Linked DNA regions of Rattus norvegicus: region 2 is linked to region 1. A link is a contact called in public Hi-C data. All regions are on one chromosome and are shown on one strand. Each heading gives the region's core, a stretch centred on a gene start, on an enhancer-like site or on the middle of the called end of the contact. The rest is flanking DNA. Distances are from core to core; before and after follow the strand shown. Region 1 holds the start of Mfge8 (milk fat globule EGF and factor V/VIII domain containing). Region 2 has its middle 48 kb from the start of Abhd2.

Evidence for each region. A called contact is a pair of places that touch in the nucleus more often than the background predicts.
Region 2: a Hi-C map of psoas muscle shows a contact between it and region 1, with 4 times the contacts expected there. The contact joins the enhancer-like site here to the promoter of Mfge8 in region 1. A contact is called at or near these places in 12 of 12 Hi-C or Micro-C datasets (the A7r5 cell line, the Rat2 cell line, Schwann cells and 7 more) and 1 of 1 datasets of contacts at active chromatin or transcription factors (oligodendrocytes).

What each region holds. Positions count from the first base shown.
Region 1 is chr1:142,487,762-142,490,872 of GRCr8, forward strand. Mfge8 (milk fat globule EGF and factor V/VIII domain containing) reads right to left here and starts at 1,670. Exons shown (of 9, transcript NM_012811.3): 1 at 1,517-1,670. The coding sequence starts at 1,589.
Region 2 is chr1:142,576,779-142,580,179 of GRCr8, forward strand. No RefSeq gene overlaps it. Among named protein-coding and RNA genes, the nearest start is that of Abhd2, 48 kb to the right of the region's middle. Within about 2 kb of position 1,418, at least 10 of the 93 cell types and tissues checked have an H3K27ac peak or open chromatin away from gene starts, as enhancers often do.

The DNA.
Region 1 (3,111 bases), core at 420-2,919:
CACCAATCACTGAACAGCAGCTCCCCTTTGTCCTACTAGACTCCACCCCAAACTCGGCACTGGAATCAAACCTCAGAGATCTCTTCTCCTCCCCACAGCTGCCCACCCAAAGCACAAGGGCCCTCCTCAAAGCTCAAGGCCCCAGGGAGCTCAGACTCCCAAGCTGCAGGCAGGCAACACCATTAATGAGCACCAGCCCACACAGCTCCCTCGGCAAGGGCCTGGGGATCCTAAGGCGCTGTGGCAGAACTATTAGTCACTTGCTTTAAATAGCAGGTTAATCCCCTCTGACCTGGAAGGGCACAGACACAGCCTCACATGGAGACTCTGGATCCGCCAAGGCCTAGGCACCCCATACCAACAAGGGCCCAGCTTCTAGCCTTCCCTACAGCTGCACCTGGAACCAAACCAAGGGTCCAGAGAGGAAATCAGAAAGTGGAAGGTGGCCAGCAGCAGCGTTGGGACTGAGGCTGGCCACCTGCATATGAGACCCGGAGAGGCCAGCTCCTCTATAAATCCTATGGGACTTCAGGGTCCTGCTCTGGGAAGTGTCTCCAAGAACATTTGGCAATGTTGTGGAGAAGGCAAAGATAAGGGGTAAAAAGGATCAGAGGAGACCCCAGGCATCTTTCCAGCTGAGTGAACAGACTAGCAGTTCCCAGTTCGTGAAAGCTTGGAGCACCCAATGCCTTCAGCTCCAATCCCGAGGTCAGATCCTGTGCTAGGCCGACAGAGCTGAGCCTAGCTGTGATCGCTCCTGCCTGTGATCTCGCCAGTCCCATTTCTATGAGAAACGATGTCGAGGCTGCTTGAGCCGCTCACCGGCCCCACGTGGGCACTGCTTTTTCATGATGAACTCTCCACAAGCATCCCGCAAGAGGCCCAGACTTCTACCGGGGACCTCAGAGCGGAGGAGGAGGGCTAGGGGAGATAAAGCAGCCGGCCAAGGCCAGCCGGGGGCAGGAATCCCTTTTCTAAGTTCCAGACCCGCCCCACCTATAGTCAGTCTCTCGCACGGGCCCCTCAGTCCTTTCTTCCCTTATCTGATCAAACACCAACAAGTGGGGCACAGAAGTTCATTGGATTTTCTAGCCAGGTGGGTTCAGAAGAGAGTTTCTGGTTAAGTTAACTGGAGATGTACCCTCACAAGAGTACTATATTCTCCCAAATTGTTAGGATTGGAAAGCAGACACAGTTCGGTGGCCTCATTTTACAGACGCGGTAAAAAGAGGCAGGACGCAGCGGATTCCTTTGTTATGTGTAAGTCACATCCCCGGGGGAGGCTGGGCTGTCACCGGGTGTCCAGGGTCACCGCTCGGTGCAAAAGCTAGGATCACAGCCTCAAGGCCCCAGGGCAGAGCACGCAGAAGCACGTTCGCCTCTCCTACCCGGATGCAGCCCCTGAGCGTCCCCCTCCAGGCTTTGCTCAAGTTTGTCAACAGTAAAGATAGAGGGAGGGCCCCGCTGAGAACTTCCGAGCGGCGGGCAGAAGAGGGGCGAGGCCAGAGGGACTCACCGGACGCAGCGAAGAGGCCGGAGGCGCAGAGCAGCACACCGCACAGCGCGGCCAGCACACGGGAGAACTGCATGCTGCGGGACGCGGGAAATGGTCCACAAGCTCCGATGCTGGGACCGGAGAGTTCCTGCGTCCGCTCCTCTCACAGGGGAATAAATCAGGCGCTCAGCTCCGCCCACTGGCCCCAGGGCTCCGCCCCGGACAGCCCCGGGAGGACTCTGGGCGGAGCTCCGAGACCACAGTGGGAAGAGGGAGGGCTGAAGGGGGGTGGGGGGGTCCAGTGCCTCAGCCTCCCGGTGAGCCACGCCCTTCACCCCCCGCTGCCAGTCCTCAGCCTGAGGCCAAGTCCCGCTTCCTGAATGGACTGGACCGGAGAAAATTGCTCTGGAGGAAATTTTAAAAGGGAGCTCGATGATGGAGTGCTTCCCTAAGCATGCTGGAGACCCTGGATTCGATCCCCAACCCAGCAAAGATAAGTCGATAAAATAAAATAATCCAGGAGCGGTGGTGGCTCATGCTTGTAGTGCCAAGTCTTAGAAAGCTGGATCAGGAGGATTAGACAGCAGTTCCAGATCAGATCCCCAGTGTGTGCTCCATCCATAATGAGTTCCGATTAGTCTGGGCTACAGAATGGGACCCTCTTTCCTAAATGTGTTTGTTTATTGATTATTTGTTGTTTAGTTAATTAAAAATAACTGTTTAGACTTAAAATGCTAATTCTTATTGTAATGAGAGAATAGCAAATTCAGGCTACAATGAGTCCTGTGTTTCCTTTATCAGATTGGCAAGTGTCCGGCTGTTAACAGCAGAGGCTGTGGAGCAACAGGCCGAGGCATGCGGACCTTGGACAGAGTATGAGCCAGCTCAGCCTCTTTCTTGGGAAATAGTTTTCAAAAAGACAAAGACCAACACCTTAAGACCTAGCAGTTGTGCTCAGAGATGCACACTCATTTCATCAGACAGACATTGTGCAAAAAACGACACTACACGATGACATCATAATGCCTTTAGAAACGATGAAAAGACCAAAAAAGAAAAAAAAATTGTCAAACTTGTGTAAAAGTTCCAAATAGGAAATACTTTAGGATTTTGGCCAGCGTGGTGGTTCAAGCCTACAATCCCAGCACTCTGGAGGCAGAGACGAGAAAATTATAGAAAGTCCAAGGCTATCTTGGACAACACAGTGAGTCCTGGGCTATCCTGACCACCAGAGTGAGACTCTACTTCAAACAAACAAACAAACAAACAAATAATAGAAATAAAAATCTGGCTAAGCAGATGGCTCAGTGGGTAGAGCACTTACTGAGCAAGTGTGGTGACCTCAGTTCAATCCCCACAAATCCTTTGGGAAAGCAGAGCCCAAGTCCACAAAGCTGACCTCTGACCACCACACCCCCCCCAGTGTGCCAACACACATACACACTAATGGCGATGATGATGATGAGGAGGAGGAGGAGGAGGAGGAGGAGGAGGATATTATGATAAAGTCATTTAAAAGTTTCTGACCTATAATCCCAACACGTGCAAAGTGGGGGAAATTAGACCAGGAATTCAAGGCCATCCTCTGCTAGACAAGGAATTGGAAATCCAACTTG
Region 2 (3,401 bases), core at 168-2,667, 89 kb after region 1:
AAGGAAGCTTCCGTCGGTCCTCTACGTGTGCAATGAGCTCTTTGTATGTTGCCATCCTGGGCCATGATTTGCAGCACAAAGACCTTAGGAGCAGGACTCCTTTTCTTGGCTGCTAAAGCCCATCCCTTTGCCAGTGACGTGCTTTCAGTTCCTAGGTAAAACATCTCCATGGTCTTGGCAAGTGCACTTTCTCAGTAAACAACTCATTCTCTCAGAAGCAACTCCATGGGCACTTCCTGGACACCCACTCATGGGCAAGCACTGAGGTTGCTCTTGTCCAAAGATGCATCCTGCTGTGGGCAGAGCAGTCAAGCAGCCTTCAGAAATGCCACAAGCACGCACCTAGATGTGAGCTTAGACAGCAGGGTTCTCAGAAGCCAATAAAATGGTGTCTGCCAGGGGTTAGGGATGGAGAAAGATTAGGGTTCTGATGGGCAAAGGCACGGCATTTCAGTTAGGCTCCTAAATTCAGAGATCTCGTTTTGTGACATACAGTGTTACCAAACTTGGGCACAACCTGTGTCCCAACAAACCAGTTAGGCTAGCACCCCCCCCCCCGTCCCCAGGAGCCAATTAAAATAGTCAAATTGATCGTGGAAAGCAGGTTTATTTAATGAGGCCACATTGAGAAGAGGGACAAAGGAATCAGCAATGTCCCCATCAACCCCAGTCTATCTTTGGGGTCCTGAAGTGTGGTAAAAAATTAAATAGAGAGCAGGCATACACGTGTCTGAGCAGTCCAGATTAAAGTGTAGCCCTGCCCCCGCCATTGATCCGTCATTATCTGTAATGCATAAGTGTCTTTACAGGAGACAAGTCCCCTTTCCTCTCAGCGTGAGAATCCCAGGGAAGTTCCATTTCTTTGACGGTCATTGGGTCTGATTGAGAGACAAAATTGTTTCCTTGGAATAACTTCATTTCTACCAAGCCAGGAACAAGTATGAAGAAAATCCATCTTGCACTTGGAAATTGCTGAGAGATTTTGAGACTTCCCAAGACAAATAAAACTGTGGGGTAATATGCTCAACTACTAGCCCGATTTAGCCACTCCACAACATATAAATATATCAAATCACCATGATGTATGCCAACTTTATTTGTGAAATAATACAACACACACACACACACACACACACACACACACACACACACGTTGATTATTTGAAAGAAACAGCTGTCTTTTTCTCCTTTCCTGCCTTCACATTATGTCGGGAGACTCTTCCTCAATTCAGAAGAATACAGATCTATCTCAGTGGCTGGAGAACCAGCCAGGACAGCCGTCCAATTTGGAACAGTTATGAAGATGCGTGTCCCTTGGACTACCACAGATGAGGAACGTCCCTGGCTTTTCCCAGAAGCGGAAGTCATGGGATGCCCAGAGTACCACGCAGGGTGGTGCACTTTGGTTCCCACTTAAACAGCATTGGCCGCTTGCCTTGGTCTCTATCAGTAAAGAGGGATGACAATGAGTGGCGCTCATCCAACCTTGAGATTTCCTGCTCCCAGGGGCCCTCTAGCGGTCAGATGCATCCAGGCTCTTTGACCTCTCATGGTATCCCCTTAACTGTAAGTATCAAAAAAGCTTGGGTTGGGCAAAGGAACCATCCTGCCTTTGCCAAACTTGGCCCAGATTTAATCTGGGAGCTGGGGAGTTTATTATCGGGAACCTCTGACTTTTACTGGAGTTTTATTAAGTGCCCCAAGTTGGGCTGCTAACGTTTTTTTTAGACCCTCACTCTGCTCTATGATATGAAGAGCCTTTGGGGAAGTTACTGCACTGAGAATATCTTACCTTCACACATTTCTCCCCTTTTTCTCCTGAAACATTCATGGTAGTAAATGTGCCATTAATAGATGCAGCTTGAGAAAATCGTTTTGAATTGTTGCATAAAGAGATAAAACAGTCTTTGCAGTGGGCTGACAACACCCTTGGGCTCACGTGTATGTGAGTGTGTGTCTCCCTATATACCTGACTTCTTCACAAAAAGCATCAAGACTTTCCAAGGGCCTTCAGTGTGGGCTCCTCTGGCCCCAGGCCACCTGGGCTCTAATGTCGAGCAGACAATTCTGACTGAATCCATGCTCAGTGTCCAGAGCTCCGAGCATTACGGAAAGTCCCAGATGTGCTGTCCTAGACTCTGAGACTCACTGAAATCCCTAGGGTAAGGTTCACGAGGAATCACATGTATCTCAGTTTTCTTGACGGACCCCCCCCCCACCTGGCAGAAGGATTTGTCAATCTCTAATTGGTACCCTCGTCTACACCATGTATAAGAATGTCTCAGTGAGCCAGCCTGGTAGCATAGGCCTGTAGTCCTAGCGTTCAGGAGACTGAGACAGGAAAAATGGAAATTATCCGAACCTATGGTCTACTGGAAATCGCAAAGGGAGCCATAGCCATAGGATCTCCATGACTCTGGGCAGCCGCAGGATAACTAAAAGTCCTGATGAGGATCCAGTAGTGGTGGTGTGGTAGAAGCCAGAGGCCTCGAATCAGACCAATCACTCAGTTGCAATGAACCTTCACAAATAAAGCTGTTTGGGCAAAAGGGTGTACTGTGGGACACACTGCAGACCCTGGTGCAACTACGTATGGGTCATGGAGAGGTGGAAAAGACACAGGAGCGGAATGGTAGAAGTACATGGAGAAACTACAGATCAATAGCTGTGATTGGTATGGTATGGCTGCAATCGATAGAGGAGCAAGTCATGGCCAGAGGGTAGACAAGATGGGTTGGTTGATTTGTTTTATTTCAATTTTTCTCTTGAGGGAAGGTCACAAGGTTGGAGGATGGATATGGAAGGCCTGGGATGTAAGTGGGACTGGGGTGCATGATGTGAAATCTTCAAAGAATCAATAAAAACAATGTTGAAAAAAAGCCTTAGAATATTGTGAGGACCCTAAGAAATGAGGACCAAGAAGGAGATCGTAGTAAAACATAAAGAACGAAGTATGGAGCTGAGAGGTGACTCTGTGGGTAAAAATTCACTGTGTGGGGGTTGGGGATTTAGCTCAGTGGTAGAGCGCTTGCCTAGCAAGCGCAAGGCCCTGGGTTCGGTCCCCAGCTCCGGAAAAAAAAATTCACTGTGTGAACTCAGCTAGAGTTTCTACTGCTGTGAAGAAACACCATGGCCAAAGCAACTTGAGGAGGAAGGGTTTATTTGACTTACACTTCCACATTACTGCTCATTATCAAAAGAAGTCAGGACGGGATCTCAAACAGGACTGGAACCTGGAGACAGTCGCTGAGGCAGAGGCCTGGGGGTGGGGGAGCTGCTTACTGGTTTGTAACTCATGGCTTGCTCAGCCTGTTTTCTTATAGAACCCAGGACTGCCAGCCCAGGGATGGCACCACCCACGATGGGCCAGGTCCTCCCCATCAATCACTAATTAAGAAAAT